Regions from separate parts of the Mus musculus genome. Here all the other regions are linked to region 1. The links are chromatin contacts, called in public ChIA-PET, Hi-C and HiChIP or PLAC-seq maps. All regions are on one chromosome and are shown on one strand. Each heading gives the region's core, a stretch centred on a gene start, on an enhancer-like site or on the middle of the called end of the contact. The rest is flanking DNA. Distances are from core to core; before and after follow the strand shown. Region 1 holds the start of Cybrd1 (cytochrome b reductase 1). Region 2 overlaps Gorasp2 (golgi reassembly stacking protein 2). Region 3 overlaps Tlk1 (tousled-like kinase 1). Region 4 holds the start of Tlk1 (tousled-like kinase 1). Region 5 overlaps Tlk1 (tousled-like kinase 1). Region 6 overlaps Gm38528 (a long non-coding RNA gene). Region 7 has its middle 10 kb from the start of Dlx2.

What was found. A called contact is a pair of places that touch in the nucleus more often than the background predicts. ChIA-PET counts read pairs in DNA pulled down with a chosen protein or histone mark. HiChIP or PLAC-seq counts read pairs in DNA pulled down with a chosen protein or histone mark.
Region 2: a contact with region 1 is called in an H3K4me3 HiChIP or PLAC-seq map of embryonic stem cells, with 32 read pairs. The contact joins the enhancer-like site here to the promoter of Cybrd1 in region 1. A contact is called at or near these places in 3 of 39 promoter capture datasets (cranial neural crest, embryonic stem cells and frontonasal cranial neural crest), 1 of 15 datasets of contacts at CTCF or cohesin (the NIH/3T3 cell line), 2 of 484 Hi-C or Micro-C datasets (bone marrow-derived macrophages and embryonic stem cells), 10 of 115 datasets of contacts at active chromatin or transcription factors (embryonic basal ganglia, embryonic forebrain, embryonic stem cells and 3 more) and 3 of 9 other capture datasets (embryonic stem cells, liver and pancreatic islet).
Region 3: a contact with region 1 is called in an H3K4me3 HiChIP or PLAC-seq map of embryonic stem cells, with 7 times the contacts expected there. The contact joins the enhancer-like site here to the promoter of Cybrd1 in region 1. A contact is called at or near these places in 6 of 39 promoter capture datasets (the C10 cell line, the HPC-7 cell line, HPC-7-derived erythroid cells and 3 more), 1 of 15 datasets of contacts at CTCF or cohesin (large pre-B cells), 3 of 484 Hi-C or Micro-C datasets (Th1 cells, bone marrow-derived macrophages and embryonic stem cells), 4 of 115 datasets of contacts at active chromatin or transcription factors (T-cell acute lymphoblastic leukemia, embryonic stem cells, large pre-B cells and 1 more) and 2 of 9 other capture datasets (adipose tissue and liver).
Region 4: a contact with region 1 is called in an RNA polymerase II ChIA-PET map of memory CD8 T cells, with 155 read pairs. The contact joins the promoter of Tlk1 here to the promoter of Cybrd1 in region 1. A contact is called at or near these places in 2 of 39 promoter capture datasets (hippocampal neurons and pre-B cells), 2 of 484 Hi-C or Micro-C datasets (B cells and bone marrow-derived macrophages), 9 of 115 datasets of contacts at active chromatin or transcription factors (DN3 thymocytes, bone marrow-derived macrophages, cardiomyocytes and 6 more) and 1 of 9 other capture datasets (liver).
Region 5: a Hi-C map of bone marrow-derived macrophages shows a contact between it and region 1, with 19 read pairs. The contact joins the enhancer-like site here to the promoter of Cybrd1 in region 1. A contact is called at or near these places in 11 of 39 promoter capture datasets (the 3T3-L1 cell line, cranial neural crest, embryonic stem cells and 7 more), 2 of 484 Hi-C or Micro-C datasets (bone marrow-derived macrophages and nephron progenitors), 3 of 115 datasets of contacts at active chromatin or transcription factors (embryonic basal ganglia, embryonic stem cells and large pre-B cells) and 1 of 9 other capture datasets (embryonic stem cells).
Region 6: a contact with region 1 is called in an H3K4me3 HiChIP or PLAC-seq map of embryonic stem cells, with 30 read pairs. The contact joins the enhancer-like site here to the promoter of Cybrd1 in region 1. A contact is called at or near these places in 21 of 39 promoter capture datasets (the 3T3-L1 cell line, 3T3-L1-derived adipocytes, the C10 cell line and 14 more), 4 of 15 datasets of contacts at CTCF or cohesin (the NIH/3T3 cell line, embryonic stem cells, large pre-B cells and 1 more), 25 of 484 Hi-C or Micro-C datasets (B cells, ECoMG myeloid progenitors, the G1E-ER4 cell line and 5 more), 20 of 115 datasets of contacts at active chromatin or transcription factors (T-cell acute lymphoblastic leukemia, bone marrow-derived macrophages, craniofacial prominence and 11 more) and 3 of 9 other capture datasets (adipose tissue, liver and pancreatic islet).
Region 7: a FOXA1 HiChIP or PLAC-seq map of pancreatic cancer cells shows a contact between it and region 1. The contact joins the enhancer-like site here to the promoter of Cybrd1 in region 1. A contact is called at or near these places in 6 of 39 promoter capture datasets (the 3T3-L1 cell line, frontonasal cranial neural crest, hippocampal neurons and 2 more), 1 of 15 datasets of contacts at CTCF or cohesin (embryonic stem cells), 6 of 115 datasets of contacts at active chromatin or transcription factors (bone marrow-derived macrophages, embryonic limb bud, embryonic stem cells and 2 more) and 1 of 9 other capture datasets (embryonic stem cells).

The regions. Positions count from the first base shown.
Region 1 is chr2:71,116,647-71,119,346 of GRCm38.p6, reverse strand. Cybrd1 (cytochrome b reductase 1) reads right to left here and starts at 1,293. Exons shown (of 4, transcript NM_028593.2): 1 at 1,035-1,293. The coding sequence starts at 1,227.
Region 2 is chr2:70,689,084-70,691,783 of GRCm38.p6, reverse strand. It overlaps Gorasp2 (golgi reassembly stacking protein 2), which reads right to left. Exons shown (of 10, transcript NM_027352.4): 9 at 2,482-2,601; 10 at 59-1,126. The coding sequence ends at 801. Among named protein-coding and RNA genes, the nearest start is that of Gm38528, 14 kb to the left of the region's middle. Within about 2 kb of position 1,418, at least 41 of the 459 cell types and tissues checked have an H3K27ac peak or open chromatin away from gene starts, as enhancers often do. A contact at or near this core is called in embryonic stem cells, epiblast stem cells and pancreatic islet, where this site is marked.
Region 3 is chr2:70,779,432-70,782,131 of GRCm38.p6, reverse strand. The region is part of intron 2 of Tlk1 (tousled-like kinase 1); the gene reads left to right. Among named protein-coding and RNA genes, the nearest start is that of Tlk1, 45 kb to the left of the region's middle. Within about 2 kb of position 1,386, at least 48 of the 459 cell types and tissues checked have an H3K27ac peak or open chromatin away from gene starts, as enhancers often do. A contact at or near this core is called in embryonic stem cells, where this site is marked.
Region 4 is chr2:70,824,109-70,826,808 of GRCm38.p6, reverse strand. Tlk1 (tousled-like kinase 1) reads left to right here and starts at 1,329. Exons shown (of 20, transcript NM_172664.3): 1 at 1,329-1,616. The coding sequence starts at 1,478.
Region 5 is chr2:70,740,756-70,743,455 of GRCm38.p6, reverse strand. It overlaps Tlk1 (tousled-like kinase 1), which reads left to right. Exons shown (of 20, transcript NM_172664.3): 11 at 1,214-1,402. Among named protein-coding and RNA genes, the nearest start is that of Gm38528, 38 kb to the right of the region's middle. Within about 2 kb of position 1,290, at least 22 of the 459 cell types and tissues checked have an H3K27ac peak or open chromatin away from gene starts, as enhancers often do. A contact at or near this core is called in bone marrow-derived macrophages, where this site is marked.
Region 6 is chr2:70,707,855-70,710,554 of GRCm38.p6, reverse strand. It overlaps Gm38528 (a long non-coding RNA gene), which reads right to left. Exons shown (of 4, transcript XR_866403.3): 2 at 753-812. Among named protein-coding and RNA genes, the nearest start is that of Gm38528, 4.9 kb to the right of the region's middle. Within about 2 kb of position 1,339, at least 19 of the 459 cell types and tissues checked have an H3K27ac peak or open chromatin away from gene starts, as enhancers often do. A contact at or near this core is called in embryonic stem cells and trophoblast stem cells, where this site is marked.
Region 7 is chr2:71,555,433-71,558,132 of GRCm38.p6, reverse strand. No RefSeq gene overlaps it. Among named protein-coding and RNA genes, the nearest start is that of Dlx2, 10 kb to the right of the region's middle. Within about 2 kb of position 1,257, at least 4 of the 459 cell types and tissues checked have an H3K27ac peak or open chromatin away from gene starts, as enhancers often do. A contact at or near this core is called in pancreatic cancer cells, where this site is marked.

The DNA.
Region 1 (2,700 bases), core at 44-2,543:
GAAAGCGCTCCACCGTGATGGAAAGAGTGCTTCTGGTGGTTGGAACTTTAGAACCTGGATATGTTTTTCTCATTTTAGGGTAGTGGCCAAATAGCTGGGAACTCTGCAGCGAAATGGCTTGGATGCCTACCTCACACCACAGTAGCTCAGCATTAGTATTACCTTCTCCAGATTCCCATGGAAGAAGGCTGACCACTCTTGCTGGAGGCCGTAGCACCGGTTTAAAGCATGCGCGGGGTTGGGGGGGGAGGGCGGGGGGTGCAACACACACACACACACACACACACACACACACACACATTTTTCTTTAGGAACGAAGCCAGTGCTTCTGTTTGCTCATTTGTGGGACTTTTAGTATTGGTGAAGAAGAGGAGGCCTGTTCAGAAGCCAGGCTGCTAGAACCTGTTCCGAGCCTCTCAAACAGTTTGTGCTAAGCAAGCCCAGCACAACAGCTTGGCTTTTCTGAATGCATTCTCGCTGTCACCGCCTTTTTGGAAAAGTGAAACGTGCGGTGCCCCATTAGCTGAAGAAGACAGTGAAGATGAAGAGTAGAATTGCAGGGGGAGAGAGAGAGAGAGAGAGAGAGAGAGAGAGAGAGAGAGAGAGAGAGAGATAGATGGATCCCGGGCGTCCAGCGGTCCCTTGGGGCCACTCTCAGCTTTCATCTCCCTGTCAGATTCAAGACCACAAAACTCCGCCAAGGAACTTTCGCCACATCAACAAATGGAGCGCAGCCAGGCAGCAGCCGGTGACTGATGGAGGTGCCCAGAACTCCGGAGGAAAGAACAGGACAGGGGAAAGGATGGAGAGGCACCAACTGACGATGCTGCGCGGAGACTTGAGCTCCCCGCCTAGGAGACCTGAAGCAAGTTCAAAGGCCAGCCTCACCGAAGCTGGGGTTTCGCGTCCCTGACTGCGCAGGCCCTGCCCACCTGAGTAACTTTCCCTAGTTTCATGAATTCCTTGGAATCCACGACGGCGTCCCGGGTCCCATCGCGCAGTGACCCCACCAACCCCCTCGAGGATCCCAGTACCGATGCCCTGGATGAAGACGAAGCCGGTCACCGCGAGCACCGGGTGCCAGTTAAACTCGAGCCCGCTGCCGTTCCAGCCAAGCCCCTCTCGGAAGTGCAGGACCCAGATGAGCACGAAGATCACCGACAGGAAGCCCACGAGCAGCGCGGACACCAGCAGCCCCAGGAAGCCCCGGTAGCCCTCCATGGCCATCAGCACCCCATGCTCCACGACAGCCTGCTGGAGAACTTGGTGTTGCGGCCGTGGCCTCGGGGTACTGGCCCGGCGGTGGGGCCGGGGCGGCGACTTCTCGGCGCCGTCTCCGCCCGTGGGGAGGGGCTTTCTTAGGGTAACAGGCTGTGGGGCCTCCCGGGGGTGCCGCGGGCCCAAGCTCCAGACGGTCCCACCCCTTATCCCCCATCCTCCACCCCCGATCACGCGGCTGCACCGTGAGCTCTGGCTGCCGTGGTGGCCACCACCTGAAGAAGCATCCAACCTCCTTGAGTGTGAGTCAGTTCCTCACCAAGACAGCGCCCAGGAGCTCAAGCCTACCACTTTGCTTCAACTCTATGCGCCTTGTTTCCTTATTCTTGTGGAGGGCGGTGGTACACACTCTTTGTCACCAGAGACAGATTCACTGAAAGTGGTGAAGCCTGCGGTTGTAGTTATCCAGGCTTCCTGACCCCCCAGAGGGTCTGCTGCTGAGGGCAGCAGTGGACTTGGCCTTACCGTGTAAGGAAGCACCTGTAGGGATGAGAGTGTAGTGGAGCTCACCTGTGACCCCAACATTCAGAAAGCTGAGGCGGGAGGATAGCCACAAGTGTAAAACCACTCTAAGCTACATAGAGAGTTCCAGACCAGACCGCTATAGAAAGCCTGCCTCAACATCAAAACAGAGAAGAGAGAAAGAGAAGGCTGAAAGCGCAGCTAAATTGGTCTTACTTAGGTTTGCCTAGCGCGCACAAAGACCTGGGCACAGTCCTTAGAACAGTCCTTAGAAGTGACACACCCCTTATAATTTTACCATGGGAAAAGTAGAGGCAGGAGGATCAGATGTTTAATATCATCCCCAGTTACATGGAGAGTGTGAAGCCAGCCTGAGGTACATGCTATCCGATATCAAAAATAGTAACAATAACAGCTGGAAAAGACAGAAATAACAGAATATAAGCCACCTGCAACTTGCAGTTGCGCCAGGGAAGACAGGCAGTCACAGCCCTGGACTTGCCTGGAGTGTGCTAAAATGAGTTTAAAGATGTCTGCCTGCTCAAACCAATGTGAGCCTAGACCTTAAACCTCCCTGAGTGACTTAACTTGATGAAGAGACACTGGCTTCCTGTCCTTTTCCGTTATCCTTGCCCTTCTAGGTGAGACATTGAGCATCACTATCAGAGGAAAAGGGTGCTGGATGCCTCGGCTTCCAAAGTGCATTTGGGAATGCTCCCTCTAGCCCTTAGAGACCTTACAAAACACAGGAAAGGTAGTGTGTGTGTGTGTGTGTGTGTGTGTGTGTGTGTGTGTGTGTGTGCGCGCGCGCGCGCGCGCAAAGCTCGCGCGAGTGTGTCTCTGTGTGTGCACACCTGTGTGTGCGCATGTGCACACGTGAGCACACACATGTGCATATGTGCCTGCTCATCAAGGAATGGTTTTTCCAATTATAGGTTTTGAGGGCTAGTTCAGTAGGTA
Region 2 (2,700 bases), core at 169-2,668, 430 kb after region 1:
TGACCTGAGAGATGTGAGGCACACATGAAGTACACGCTCGCCACTTAGAACACAAGGAGACCGTAAAGCGACTGGAGTTTATTGCCGCGATACCGTTAAGTAGCTACAGAGCGCAGCTCCTCTCTTTCTCTTTAAATGCCATCTTACCACAGGCATCTAAAGCAACAGCAGCAGCTACAAAATGGTGTCTGAATAATTCTGAGTTCAAAACAAGATCTGTGTACAGGCAGAATAAAAAGATGTTCAATTAATAGTGTGCCATGGACCGGAACAAAACATCTGCAACTGGGAGTTTTGTGTAAACCGTAATAGAGATGCGACTCACAGAGACCAACAGTAAATTCTTGTTTCCTTGTACAGTTTAGTGAGGTGGTCTGTGTTCTTGCAAACGACTTACAAAGTACAAGAAATGTTGCATGTGGGCACTAGGCATAAAATATTTCATTTCCTTACACAAGGCATAGCAGTGGTACAGGGAACCCAGTGGGTACCCCGCCATCTCTCTTCCAAAGATGAACCTCCCAGAACGGCAGTAGATGCCTGGCAGCAAGCCACCCATGACAACTTTTTTTGGTTGTTTAAAATACAAGCACATTCTCAGATTGCCCTCCTCGGCTGTAACCCCCCGACGTGGTGGGAGGCAAGCCCTCAGCCTCTTGCGTAGTTTCCCCTTAGAATTATGTACAGGACACCTACAGATACGGTACACACTAGTATGAAATCAATGGTAGTTTGCGATTCCAGACCTGACCCCGTGGTTAACTAAACAGACCACGTCGGTTCTGAACATTGGTTCCCAGTTAAGAAGGCTCTGAAGCATCTGCATCAGACACAGGCTTCTCGACGGCCGGGGTGCAGTCGCTGACTCTGTCCTCAACAGTGGTGGGGACCTTGGAAGCAGGAGACGTCACATCCACAGTGAGGGAAGAGGCGTCTGCCTTTGCAGTAGTCATGACAGGGTCAGAAGGTGGGCCCATGGCAGGAAGGGAAGACAGCGGCTCCCCTGCGCTGGCTGCAGAAGAGCCCTCTGGAACCAAAGGGAATGACGGGAGGAAGTCGGACAGCATGGGGAGAGGTGCAATGCCAGGTAAGTTTCGGGGAGGCAAGGAGGGAAGAGGTGGCAAACCTAGGATAGAAACAGCAGAGGTCACATATTCTCCCAGCAACCAGAGCACGGCCATCAAGCTCCTCTACCTGCCCCTGAGAGCCTGCAGCCGAAGCAGAGCTCTTTGCTCACTGCCACCTTTGCTGACCTCTAACTGGAGGCTGGGGCCAAAAGCTTTCCAGGCCCAAGCTCCGTGTACTCAGCCCTGCACTCAGGAGTCTGCCGATGCGACAACAGCTCCCTCCAGAGCCATGGGAAGCAGTGCTCCCTGGCGTTCAAGGGCGCTGGCTGGATGTGAGCTAGGAGGATCCTGCCCAGGCAAGGCGCCTCTTGTCAGCTAAGAGGAGGAGCTGTGGAGGAGCAGCAGCACTGCCTCAAGGGAGCCGCCCTGCACCTGGGGAGGCCCCGCACTGCCTGTGCTGCTCTTGGTGCGTTATTCTGGAGATCTTCAGAGAGGAAAGAGCAAAGGGAAGGCGGATTGTACGGGGTATGTCCAGGACACCACTGGCTGGAGAAGCTGTCCTGTCCTTAGAGGCTTGCTGCATTTAAAGACAGAGGGACCAAGAATATGGGCCCCAGGGAAAAGAAGCAGGGAGTGTGGTCGGTGCAGCTGGGGCTTTCTAGGTCCCTTGTTCTTCAGCCCTGGCACTGAAGATGTAAAAAATGCAAACCTGTCAGAAGTGTGACAATGACAACCACTATTCAGTATGGAGTGATCACTGCAGTGTCATGATGGGCAGTCACAGGGAGCGTCAGCAGGAGCAGGCTTGGGGACTGCTGCTCCCTTTTCACCTGGGCATATGACCTGAGAGCCACCTGCTGGCAGCTGGTGCTCTGGGTTACTATTATAAAACCATCTGTCAACCCCCAGAACACTTAGCTGGCCCGAGTGCAGAGCTGTGGTCCTAGCACTTGAGAGGCTGAGGCAGGAAGTTAATCCAGGCCAGCTACAGTGAGACTCCGCCTGCCCCTCCAATCTCAGAAAAACAAAAATACCAGGCCTGGACTGCACAGAGCAGTCACCAGCATTTCCTGTGGGTAGCATCCTTAAACAGGAAGTGAAGAGAGGGGACTCAAGCATCTTTATTAGGTGACTGTACCACACTGTCAAATTCAGTGCACAGTGCAACTCCACTGATCCTATGGTAGCCTGCCTGGGGCCAAACCTACCAGGGTGTAGAGAAAGGGAGGGAGGCAGAAGGCCGGGTCATGGACTTCTTTCTTCTTCTCCATATAAAAGATGGATACTGATTAGAAGTAGCTGAAATGTGTTTAGCTGAGATGCTCTTTCTGGAAAAGACTGAACGGGAGGCCTCGCTTTCCTGAATCCATGTTTTTATTAGCAATGTCTTAGGAGGGTAAGGCATGCAACATACCCGGGCTCCCGAGCTCTGGCAAACCGACCCCTGGCATGATGTGCGGAGCAGGGAGGTTGAAGTTGGAGAGGCTGGGGAGGTTGGGGAGGCTAGGCAGCCCTGCTGACAAAGGCATCAGACCTGAGCAGAGGGCGAGAAAGAACACAAGGTAAGTCGTTCCCCTGGGAAGGAGACAGGTCATCACACGCTGACAAAAGGATCTCTTCAGAATTCCGACAC
Region 3 (2,700 bases), core at 137-2,636, 340 kb after region 1:
TAGCCAGAGTAGAATAGGCACAGCTGCGAACTTGTATGTATATATACTTGGTTTTGCCCATTTATCATCTAGTTCATGGGAGTTAATAGGGTTGTTAGAATATTTTGTTTTTTTTTTTTTTTTTTTTTTTTTTTTTTTTTTTTTTTTTTTTTTTTTTTTTTTTTTTTTTTTTTTAAAGATTTATTTATTTATTATATGTAAGTACACTGTAGCTGTCTTCAGACACTCCAGAAGAGGGCATCAGATCTCATTACGGGTGGTTGTGAGCCACCATGTGGTTGCTGGGATTTGAACTTTGGACCTTCGGAAGAGCAGTCGGGTGCTCTTACCCACTGAGCCATCTCACCAGCCCCCAGAATATTTTGTAAATTAAACCTTCATTTCAAAAAATTCTGTTAAAATATAAACGTGATGGATTCCTTTCCTTTCCTTTCCTTTCCTTTCCTTTCCTTTCCTTTCCTTTCCTTTCCTTTTGTTGTTTTTCTGAGATAGGATTTCTCTGTGTAGCCTTGGTTTTCCTGGAACTAGCTCTATAGATCAGGCTGACCTTGAACCCAGCACCTGCCTCTGCCTCCTGAGTGCTGGGATTAAAGGGCTGCACCTCTATGGCCAGCAGTGAACTAAAGACGTCTAAGGGAATGGGAGCATATGGCAGCGGGCTCTTGTTTTTATAGGTGCTGACTGAAACCTAAGCTGCTGAATTTACTGTTTGGAATTAATTGAAAACTAAGAATACAATAATAGATGAGTAATTTGCAGCTAGCAGAGCTAAGAACAGAATATCAATGCCTATTGAAATTGAGGATGGGAACCAAAGCCCAGTCCATTTTACAATTTTGTCTAGAACTAGTATTAGTCGAACTACCTGTTAGATGCTAAGATGAACAAGTCAACTTGTCTAAATTCATGATTTCGTTATCTTTTGTCCACTCCAGATTTTTTGCCAAACCATTTTGAAGTGATTTACATTTTATACTAGTTACTGGACTTTATTTGAAAAAAAAAGAGGCGAGTTTGCTGTTTATGGAAGGGAAAAGATTTTGTAGCTCGTGGGACAATTCACTGAATGGTTCTGAGGCTGAGAAAATGAGACTTGGACAAGGCAGGGCAACTTTGGCCAACAGAACTGTTTCCCTTCTGATTGTGGTGGTCTTAAGGGAAGCCAGCCCATGAAGCAACACCTTTCTCCTCCACCCCATGCTTATGTCTCTCTGAGAGCCTAAGCTCTCCATCTGTGGATCACCCCATGGTAAACCTCTGTCTCCAAAAATATTCACATTTGTGGGCCTGTGTACCAAAGGCTTTCCAAGGAGATCTCTGGCCCGGCCAGAGCAGCCCTGCACTGAGTCGGTTTGGGTTGGGCTGACAAGAGGCTGACTAGCCAGTGAGGAGTGTGGCGGAGCTTCAGGCAGAGCTTCGGGAGAGCAGACCTCTTCCTAAGTGTTACAGCTCTTAGGACAGAAGGCTTGGATGACCAAGTAGTTCTCTCATGCCTTTAATCCTTCCGGATAGGATTCTTATATACAGTTTTGGGGTGGGTAAGGGTCTGTCTGGCAGCAGGTACTTCTCATTGGTTTTGTCTGAGAGCTTTGGGGAAACCTTATTTGCATGTGGGAGGGCTCGGTGCGGCTCCTACATGACTGATGGCCACATACCTCTCTGTGGGGGGCTGGGGAGGCTGTAGCTACCTACTGATAGGAGCCAGGGACCCAGGAGGCATGGCAGAACACCTGCTGTCCCATGCAGGTGGAAATCACCCCCCACTGGGTCACTGGGGTTCCAGACTTTTGCTAGACTGGGGACCAGGTTGTCTGTGCACAGCCCACCACCCCACACACATTATGATCCATAACAGTAGCAAGATTACAGTTATGGAATCATGAAAATAATGTTATGATTGGGGGTGACCACAGCATGAGGAGCAGTGGTAAAGGGTCTGAGCATTAGGAAAGGTTGAGGCTGACTGTTTCTAGGGAAAGAGCTGATTGGCTTCGTTGCTGATTGCTTTTGGTTGTGTTTTCTCTTGTGTTTTTAGCTATAGGCATGGGTCAGGAGTGTGTATGAGAAGGCTCTTTACAGTGTCTGTAGTACACCAAAAATGTAAGGCAGCACAAAACAAATAACCTGATGCTTGCCTACTCAAAGTCCCAGTGGAGGTTGAGTACCTAAGATAGGAAGGGTTAATTGTGTTTGATATCATAAGACTTAAGTTTTGAATTAAAAATTTGAGACAGTGCTTTTTAGGGAGTCAATTTATATTAGATTAGCATGGTTAGATGGGGGCATCTATTGGTGAAGTACAGTACTGCATTCAGTTCTTCACCTCTGCCCCTGAGTTTTCATAGGGTCTGTGTAGCTGCATTTGGAGAACTTCTTACAGGGCCAAGTAGTTAATGTCATATGAATTCTGCCACAGTGCTTTACTTCATTCTGACATGGCACTCAAATAGCCATAGACCAACTGTCATTCAGTGTGTAGTTGGTTACATTCCAGCGAAACTTTGTTAAAATAGGTGATGGGTTAGAGTTTGATGTTCCCTTGTCTCCTGCAGATATTCCCAATAGGATTTTATGGGATAGAATGGCCTTTAATATTTTATGGTCTGATTTATGCTTATTAGCTACATAAGGACTCCTAACAAGTAATTTTCTATTTGTTTAATCTTAAGTGTGAGTGTGTGCATACTTGTGCTATGTGGC
Region 4 (2,700 bases), core at 80-2,579, 290 kb after region 1:
AGAAATGCAAAGTCATAAAAATAAAAAATAGAAATGACATTTTGGTCCCCCTGGTAATCATGTCATTTCCTTATGCCTGCACAGTTGCTCTATAGCATAATCATTTTAGTGTTCTATTCAATTTGGTTTAAAGAGAGCAGTAACCTTGTCGTATTTTTCCTGGACTACCAGACTTGCTCTTTTATGAACAAGATGGCCAATCGCTGGTGTGTGTACGTGGGTGTGCAGAAAGCTATGCTCTATCTATAAATTTTAGCAAATGCTGTAATTTGTTTTGGGAATTCGTCGTCAATACTCAACAGCGGCACCAGAAACTGGAAATTTCTAGAAACTATACCTTCTTCAAGATGAACACTATAGTTTTTTTGTTTTTTGTGTTTTTTACTGTGAATTCAGTAGTCAACATTTTCTATTTAGATTTTCCACTTCTGTGAAAACAAAGAACAAACAGCTATACCACACACTCAGGCTACCCCACCGGTAGGGTTTCTCAATTCTTTTGGTAGATTGTTTTAAGGAAAGTTTTATTTTCTTAGGTTCTTTTTTTTTTAATTCCGTGACTACTCCTGTTTTGCAGATGGATAAGTGCACACTGCTCTTTCTTTCTTTTTCTTTCTTTCTTTCTTTCTTTCTTTCTTTCTTTCTTTCTTTCTTTCTTTCTTTCTTTCTTTCTTTCTTTCTTTCTTTCTTTCTCCTTCTTCTCCTTCTTCTCTTTCTTCTTTTTCTCCTGAAGGGCAAGAAGCAACTCTCAACTTTTCAGTTCCATTTTGAGACTCCGGAGCCAGGCGAGAGCAGAGGCGTCTCGGGCAGGCTGGGTGTGGGGCGCGCTTCGGAGCAGGCGCGCCGCGGCGAGGGGGAGGCAGGTGGCAGCGGGGGCGCGCCTCCCTCCGGCCGGCTCCGCGCACGCGACTCGCCGCTCCGCGCCGCGCCGCGGGCCCCGCGCCTCCCAGCGCGCTCGCGCCCTCCCCGCCCTCGCCCCGCCCGGGCAGGGCCCTCCCCCCTCCCCCCTGCCGGCCCCGCGGCCGCCGCCGCCGCCGCTGCTACCGGAGGCGCAGGAGCCTCGCGATAGTGTTTGCATTGGCGGCGCGTGACGCCGCCGCCGCCGCCGCCCGTAACTGATGCAGAGGTTACCCCGCCGCCTCAGCCGCCACCCACCGCCCGCCACCGCCCGGGCGACGCCGGGGCCCGACGCACTGCAGAGGTGCCGGCAGGTTCCGCCCGCGGAAGTGGCCTCGGTCGGCGCGGCCCGCGCTCCGCCCGCGCTCCGGCCCCGGCCCCGCGGCCCCGGCCACTCGCCTCCCCTCGGCGCTACCCTCCCCGCCCGCCCTCCGCCCGGCGCGCTCCCTCGGCGGCGCGGCGCTCCCCTCCCAGCCCTCGCGCCCGCGCTCGCCCTCAGCGCGGCCCCCGCCATGACGGAGGCGGGTGCCGGTGCCGCCGCCGTCGCAGGGGGGGAGTCGGGCTCCCAGAAAGTAGCTTGATGAGTGTCCAAAGTAGCAGTGGAAGTTTGGAGGGGCCGCCATCTTGGTCCCGGCTCTCCACGTCTCCAACCCCGGGCTCGGCGGCGGCGGCCAGGTCCCTGCTGAATCACACGCCGCCATCCGGGAGGCCCAGGGAAGGTAAGCGCCGCCGCGCCCTCCCGCGGGCTCCCTCGGCCCGCGCGGACCCCGGGCTGGGGTGGGGGGTGGCGGTTCGCGGGCGGGAGGCCTGCCCTGGCTCCCTGAGCCTCCTGGCCTCGGGGCTCGGGTGGGTTTGCCCTCGCGGTGCAGCCTCGGCGCGCGAGCCCCCTCCCCTAGCCCGCACTCCTCCCATAGAGGCGGTCCCCGCGCCGCAAGCCGGGCCGCCGGGACCGGTTAAGATGCCCCTCGCCCGCCTCCCGCATGCTCTGGGCTGCCTCGGATCCGAGTCGGATCCCCATCGCGGCCCCTAGAGCGATCCCAACGGCAGACCGACTCGTGGGCAAGGCTGCTCGTGCCACCCCCCCCCCCCCCCCAGATGGTTGCAACTTTCCTTCCTTCGCCATCGGCTCCTGCATGTTTGAACGTTATGCTCGTGGGTTGCAAGTACGCTCGTGTTCCTTTCTGCCCAAGGGTGGTGGGCTTTTTTTTTTTTTTTTTTGGTGGAAATTCCTGCTTGAAGGTTTCTGCAAAACACGCACTGAGATCGGTTACAATTGTTTTCTAAGTTTTCTGGCTCCTTGCATGCAAGTGTTCTGCCACCAGATGTAGCAGTCACACAGCTAGTAAGGCACCTAGTGCTTTTGACTAAAAAATGAACTTGCTGCCTTTAACTTTAAGTATACTCCATAAAATGGAATTCGGGAGAACACTCCTTTACCAGGGAAGAATAAATTTGCATCGGATCTCTTTTAACGCCCTTTTGTCTGGAAAATGCGAAGTCGTATTCGTTAGCAATCGGTAAATGGGCTGTTCGCTCCCGGTTGTCTCGCACAAGGAGATTATCAGCACCTTTAAAAAAAAGAAGAAAACGTTTGAAAGTCCAGCAGTCTAGTAAGCCTTGTAAAGAAATTCAGAGCTTCGGTTTATGAGTCGTTCGGATTATTGTATTTTGAAAATATGTCTATATTTATTATCCATAGCTTTGGTAATTGCTAATCAAATGTTTCTTGCCCGGATCCAGTGGTTGAGGCATAGCATTCTTTGTCATTTTGTTCCCGTGAGCATGTGTGAAAGTGACAATAGG
Region 5 (2,700 bases), core at 41-2,540, 380 kb after region 1:
CTGTTAATGCAAGGCTTGCTCTGTAACCTAAGTTTCTTTCGAACTTGCAATCCCCTTCCCCCATACACACATACTCTGAGATTACAGGTCTACAACCAGCCTATATTCTGTAATAGACATAATATCCACTAGTTTGTAGACTCTCAACTCTTTGGAAAATTGTTTTAGATACATCAATGGGAAGTGCTATTAAATTTGTATTTATTAATGTAACAGGTAGAAATTTCAAGTTTCTTTTTGCTTTTACATTGTCATCTTTTATTTCAAAATACCAACAGTTTTAAGAAAGTATCACTTCATATTAAAATTTCCCTTGCCTTTTATAAGCTTATCTAAAATATTGTTGGATGATAAAACATATGTTTAAAATCTATCTCAAACTTTGATTAGATGGGGCTTGGGTTTTGCTTTGTTTTGTTTTTAGTTCATTTATTTAAAAGAATCTTAGTGTGTATACTAGTATATTTTGATCACCATGCTAGATAGTAAGAATAAAATAGAATGTGTGTGTGTAATATGTATACTGTCTATTTTAATGAAAAGATTAGCCTAACCAAACTCATTCTGGTGTAGTTTTATAGGAAAGGTATTTTTCAGTAAGGACAAGATACTATGAAATACTGTGTAACCACATACTTCCTCTTATCTGGAGGTTTAGGGAACACTTCCTTTAAAGACTGTATGAAGTGAGACCTGTAGGATGTTTTGTTTCACCAGAGTGGGACCCATGGGGCTAGAGAGATGACTCTGCTGTTGAGAACACTTGGCTACTCTTCCCGAGGACCTAAAGCCCAAGGTTTGGTTCCCAGCATGCAGGTGATGGCTCACAGCTTTCGGTAACTCCAGTTCTAGGTGAACTGATAGCCTCATCTGGCCTTTAGAGGCACCAAACACACTTGTGATGCACATGAATACATAGGCAACACACTCAGTTGGTTGTGTTGGTGCACACCTTTAATCCCAGCATTCAGAAGCAGAAGCAGACGGATCACTTTGAGTTCCAGGCCAGTCAGGGCTACACAGTGAGCTCCTGTCTAAAAAGAGAATGAACAAACAACTTTCATACACAAAACAATTAAGTATATGCTTAAAATTTTTTAAAAGAGTGGGGCCAACAGAATAGAGTTTTATACTATGTGATCCTTTTGATATATTTTTAGTTGTGGAAAATAATGGAAGATTAATGTGGTTTCATTTGTTCCTTTTTACACAGGCAACAAGAATGGGTGAATCAACAAAGGGAAGACATTGAACGGCAAAGAAAACTTCTAGGCAAACGCAAACCTCCCACAGCTAATAATTCTCAGGCACCTGCTACCAATTCTGAAGCCAAGCAAAGAAAGACCAAGGCAGTCAATGGAGCGGAAAACGATCCCTTTGTTAGGCCAAATTTACCACAACTGTAAGCTTCTTTTAAAATTTTCACTTACATTGTTAGCAGTGAGCGAGAATGCTAATAATAATGTTATTCATAATTGATATAGCAAAAACAAAAGTACATATAGCCAGGAAATATGTTAACTGAAAAGTTATCTCTGACATAATCTCCAAGCCTGAATGTTTTCAGTGGATTTTGAGTGGGATTTACCCCCTTTCGTATCTGAATCAGTTGCCTATACCACTGCAGTGTTCAAATTAATATTGTTGGCGGTTTATTTTCTGAATGTATAAATGTACTTCACAGGTAGTTTCAGACAGTTGTTTCTTTTTTCTGTTTTGTTTTCTAAATTTTCTATGTCAATTGCTCTTTGTAATTCAAAGAACAAAGATGCTTAGATAATAGTTACATGTTTATAGAAGATTTGGGAAGTTGTACAAAGATTTATGTGAATAAAGATGTAGATACCCTTGGACGTTCTATATAGACACATTTGTGTCTCCTTATTGAGAAAAGGTTCTTTGACCCTCATTCCTGCCATGTCAGGGACTTTTAAAGCAGTGAGCAGGAAGCAGAGCTCTCATACATTACAAACACAGCTCCATTTGTCCCTCTACACACATACTGCCTAGGTCTTGTGTTTTCTGCACTATTATACCCCAGTCTCTGGCATATTATTCATTCATTAGTCTTCCTTTTTCCTTTCTCTCCCCTCGGTTCCATTTTTATCAAATCTTTTGCCGGGGTGATCTTTAATTTCTGGATTCAAGCAGTCCTCCTGTCTCAGGCTTCCAAAAATCTGACACTACATGAACAGACCAACATGGCCACTTCTTCAAATTCTATCTCAGAATCACTTCTTCAAGTCATTTCTAATTTTGTTCTAAATTCAATTAGAATACCCAACTGTTGGTTTAAAAAGCACTAAGGTTCTATATTCAGCAACACAGTGGCTATCTTAAAAGTGCTGGGCTTTAACTCTATACCTAATGACACTAGTCCTTTAACACCTGGTCTTTTAGTTCTTCTCTTGAGACACCTGGTCCTTTAACCCCGCCCCTATTGATACCTGGTCCTTTAACTCTGCCACTGTAGACACCTAGACCTTTAACTCCTCCCCTGTTGATACCTGGTCCTTTAACTCCGCCCTATTGATACCTAGTCCTTTAACTCTGCTTGTACAGATACCTAGTCCTTTAGTTCTACTCTATAAATAACCTAGTTCTTTATTTACCTCTGCCTCTATAGACGCCTAGTCTTTTAACTCTACCTCTATAGATACCCGGACCTTTAATTCTTTAGCAGTATTTTATAGTTCTTCA
Region 6 (2,700 bases), core at 90-2,589, 410 kb after region 1:
AAAAATTTTCAATAAGTAAGATTTGAGTGTATAAACCGAATTCAAGATTTATTTTTATAAAACCAAAGTCTCCAGTGACGAGCAGGGTGTGTGGCCCTGGCCTGAGCCCTCTTGGGCCTTGAGCTTGGATGTGAATCACCTGCGCAGGCCCACGCCTCCAGGCACAGAAACCTCACCACAGTTTTGGAAGCAGGATGGTAACAGCTGTTGTCTAGGTTCTCTGTCCCTAGGAAAGGATTCTGGAGGGGATACCCAGAGCTGGGCTAGAAGGACCCTGCTGTGGCCAGTGATGGCTATGCGCAGAGCTCTGCTGTGCTTTTCCGTTATCTTTCTGTGTCTCAGTCGTTTGAAGTAAGATGGGTGGATGGACGGACTGCTCTTCAATAGAGGAAGCTGACGTAACAGCCACATGCTCACTGATGCATCAGAAGAGGAGAGACGGGCCAGGCGGTGGTGGCGCACACCTTTAATCCCAGCACTCGGGAGGCAGATTTCTGAGTTCAAGGCCAGCCTGGTCTACAAAATGAATTCCAGGACAGCCAGGGCTACACACACACAGAGAGAGAGAGAGAGGAGAGAGAGAGAGAGAGAGAGAGAGAGAGAGAGAGAGAGAGAGAGAGGGAGGGAGGGAGGGAGGGAGGGAGGGAGGGAGGGAGGGAGGGAGGGAGGGAGGGAGGGAGAGAGAGAGAGAGAGAGAGAGAGAGAGAGAGAGAGAGAGAGAGAGAGAAGGAGCTGGGCATCATAACACATACCTGCAACCTCGGAATCAGGGATGTGTGGAGGAGAGAGAGAGCATTATAGCCTGGCTGGGCCTATAAAAAGGTAGACAGACAGACAGACCAATCTATCTATCTATCTTTGGAAGCCTGAAATGTCACTTTTCAGTGGTGACAAAAATCAAAGAGCAAGTGTGACTTTTTATATCATCATAAAAGAGCAAACCTAAAGAAAAGTGTTGGAACGCTGTCAGCACTCACTGTTGGTGCTGAGTCACTGGAGCGCACCCTTGTGACTAAGCTCATTTCAGGTAAGATGAAGGTGAGTGCAAACCAGTGCTGTCCTTGCTGTGTTCCCATGCCTTCTGCAGGCGGGCCACCCACCAGTAGGACCTGTGTGCCCTCCCCAGAGAGGCTTCCGGGGTGTTGATGCCTCCCCATGGAGGAGCCAGAAAGTAGCTCTGGGCTTCTCCCTGCCCACTGTTCTCTTCCTAAGGAGAGCCTTGGAACTGACTCAGTAGCTCACTCAAAAAAAGTTCTGGAAGTTTGGAAAAGCTTCAGTGCGTCTCTCCACGTCTAAGGACTGAAAAGCATGCGCACCCCTGCCCCCTCAGGCGTGCTTCCCGCCCCCTCACGCACACTTCCCGCCCCCTCACGCATGCCACCATGGGAGCACTCAGCACAGCCTGCCTTCCACACAGAATCCATTTCAGATTTTCATGTAAGCTTCAAGGCTCCTTGACTGTTGGGAAAGCCTTAGGCCAAACCATGACCCCACCATCTCATCTGAGTTAATTGCCTGCTGTATATGTGTTAATTCATCCACTTAGCAGGCGATACCAAGGTCTTCTGTAAGACAGGGTAGTCATCAAACTTAGACACTAAAGTTGCTGAAAAATGAATGTGGTGTTTAGCTGTGGTTTTAGGTGTTTCAATTTTTTAATTATCTTGTCTACTAATGACCAAATTCATACGTTCTTTTTAAAGATTCAGGAAAAGGATAATGTGGGGACGGGGTGGAGGAGGCTGGCGTCTCTGGCTTGGAAGTCAGCTGTGGCTTTGTCTTCCATATTAGTTTATTAGTGTGAGCATAGTCACTAACTTCTATGGGAGGCTTCCACATCTGTAAACTTTACTAACTGCCCCTGCCTAGCAGGAACCTAGCACAGGAACCCACACCTGAGTGAGGGTTAGAGACACCCCCCTCCAGGCCCCCCCAGCCAGCCATTGGGCGGCCCTAAGAAGAGATGGACGACTGGGCAGCAGCCAGCCCCTGGTTTTGATGTGCTTTTGAACCCATATCTGGGCATGACAGTCAGTATGAGGCCTGCCTGTGGCTCTCAAGAGTCCCTCAACTGCCTTAGCACATGGGGGTGGGGCACAGTTGGGTAGGTTGGATTCTGTCTCCCAGGTAAATGCTGCTCCCCACTTTGTGCTCTGTGGATCTGCAGCCACGGTGGACACTAACACTGGTGGCTGGCTTGTTAACATTTTTTTTCCCATGACAATTTTAACTCTCCAGTAGGAATGGGTTTTCCTTCAGTTTGTAAAGCTTTTTCAGAAGAATAGGTTATCTAGCAGACACAGTTTCAGCTCCGAAACATAGTTTCAAGTCTAAAAGAAACCTCTTTGAAGAGACCCTGCCCCCTCAGCATTATCAGAACACATTCATCAAGATTCGGAGTTCCCCAGGAGTGGCCATATTAGTTACGGAATCTAAAAAGCATGGGCAGGATTATCTTATGTGTGCATTAATCAATAGCGTGTTTACCTTACTTATCTTTGCTTCCCTCCAGCAATGCACATGGTTTTTGTTTTTTGGTGGGGTTTTGTCTTTTAGGAGAAAGAGCTATGTTAAAGTGTAATTTTATTTTGTTGGGTTTCTTTCCTTTTTAATTCTAAAAGAAGGTCTTGACCTTTAGTATTAAATGGGCTGATTTGTAAGGATGCTTTAGAGAAAATAATTGACTTTCTAGTGGCGCTA
Region 7 (2,700 bases), core at 8-2,507, 440 kb before region 1:
ACTAAAGATTGAACTCAGGTCCTCACACCCACTAAACAAGTGTTCTATTACTGAATTATATCCTCACTTATTTTTATGACATTTAAAATTATTATTTGTGGTGTCCTGAAGCAGCTAGAAGAAAGACACCCAAGCTCCTGCCCTGGCCCCAAAGTGGGCGCCATTACAATGAAAGAATATGTGATGGAGAGATGGGAGAGAAAGTGAAGCTGAATGGTTAGTGCACTGTGGTGAAGTGTGGAACTGGGAACACTATGGTGGTGAGGAGCAGGTAAATGTGAGGAGCCTGTGCAAACACCTGAGGCTATGGTGATGGCTGGACCCCGACTGTCACCAAAGGCCATGTATTGTTCTGTGGCCCTATCAAAGCTGGCGTCTGTGCTGATGTCTGTAGCCTGTGTTGACACTAAAGGTTATCCAGATGTTCATGATCCATGCTGCCACCTGAGGCCATAGTGGCATCCTAGCCCAGGATGCCATCGAGAGCCATGCCTGGGCCCGTGGTCCTGCTGCAACCCAGGTCTGTGTTGATGCCTGTGGCCTGAGTTACTACCGAAGGCTATGAGCAGATGTCCATAGCTTCCACTTGAGACCAAGTGGATGTCTGAGGGCCATGCTGCCACCAGGATCACACCAATCTGTACTGTCTGTCACCTAAGGCCATGGTGACTTGGGTCCATGCTGCCAACTGGGGCCCTGTTTGTGTCCATGGTCTTATCATGGCCAAGGTCTGTATTTGTATTGATATCCCAGGCCTGTGTTACCACCAGAGGCCTTTCAGATGCTCCTGGTCTGGATTGCTGCCTGAGGCTATGTTGATGTCTAAGCACTGTACTGAGTTGATCCCACCTTTCACCAGCCACCACACTAGAGAGTTTGCCCTGCTCCTGGCCTGAGCAGCAAGAAAGAGCTGTTCCTGGTTGTGTGGGTGCAGAAGAGCTGACCTGATGGTATGGGCACAGGAGAGCTGGCCTTGATGGCATGATGGAAAGAGCTGGCCCTGTTGCAAGGGTGCAGGAGAGCTGGTGCACTGACAGATTCAGCTACTACGGAGGCCCAGCTCCTGGGCTTTGAGCTAGCCCATCCCAACATCTACCCCACCTATAAGCTGCTGGAGTATGTGAAGAGACCAGTCTTACAGAACCAAAGCTGCAGGGTCTTCATGACCCAATGGAACAGCAGGATAGCCTAGAGCAGTCTCAGTGAGGAGCCAGGACTGACAGTGTAGCAGAAGCCAGAGGCCTGGAACCAGACCCATGACTCACTGCAGTGAACATTGACAAGTAAGTTGTTTGAACAAAATGGTATATTTTGTGACGCACCATGACACACCAAAGCTTCCATGGTGAGGTTTGTTTTTTCTTTTGGAGAGGGCATAACAAGGATGAAGAGTGGATATGGAAGGACTGGGAAATGAGCGGGATTGGTGTGCGTGATGTGAAATTTACAAAAAAAAAAAAAAAAAATCAATAAAAAAGGAAAAAAGACAAAGAAAATGCCCTGAAAGCATGCCTACAGTCAGATCTTATGGATACGTGTATTGACTGAGGTTCCATCCTTCAATGTAAAATAAAATAAGTAAAGCAAGTATTTATGTGTGTGTGTATGGGATCTCTTTTGTGGAGATCAGCTTGTGGGAGCTGGTTCTCTTGTTTGCCACCCAGTTTCTTGACAGAAAGTGCCTTCTCCTGCTGAGATATCTTACCCGGCTTCTTCTTTATGCCAAGACAGGTTCCTGCTAAGTTGCTGTTTAAGCTGGTCTTTAAAGATCTGCCTGTTTGTTTTATTTATGTGTACATGTCTGTGTGTGGATTGAGTTTGTGCTCATCACATGCATGTAGGAGCTCATGAAGGCCAGAAGGGGGCGGTGGAGCCCCGGAACTGGAATCACAGGTCGCTGTGAACTGCCTGAGTGGAGTAATGGGAACCAAACCCCGGTTCTCTGCAAAAGCAGTAATTGTTCTTAATGTCCAGCCATCTCTCCAGCTCTCTGCCTTAAGAAGGAGGGGGAGGAGAAGGGGAAGAAGGGGAAGAGGAAGAAGAGAAGGGAAGAATAAGAGGAGGAGGAAGAGGGAGAGGGGGAGGGAGAGGGAGAGGGAGAGGGAGAGGGAGAGGGAGAGGGAGAGGGAGAAGGAGAGAGCTGTACCATCCATTGCCTTTAAAAAGAAGTGCTTATGATTTGGGTTTAGGCCTGCCACAACCACACCAACATGCTTCTGGTGATAACCACGGGCTGTGCACTAGACTTGTTCTATTCACTGACAGGTGCTCCGAAGAATCAGGAGGTTTGGATCCTATGCCTGACTCCTGACTCTAACTCTAGCTTTCACAGATACAATTATTTTCTGGATCCTGCCCTCATGGTTTGCTGATGAAATTATTTCCCCTTGACTCCGAGGTCATTGTATTACAGAGACTCAATGGTAGTGGGCTTTCCTGCATGTGCAAGGAAGGCCTGGGTCCATTCCCATCACTGTGGAAAAAAGTAATTACCGATATGTGAAATTGATTTTTTGGCCAGACAACCTTCCAACATGCAAGTGATTGTTTGCATAGAATATTCTCCTCGAGCCAACTCATATTCAGAGTTGAAGGAAAAAATCTATAAGGAAAGCACCTTGGCTCAGCCTAAGACGGGGGGGGGGGGGGGGTGGGGGTGGGGGGGGGGCGACACAAGACTCAGCTGAGTGGGACACGGGA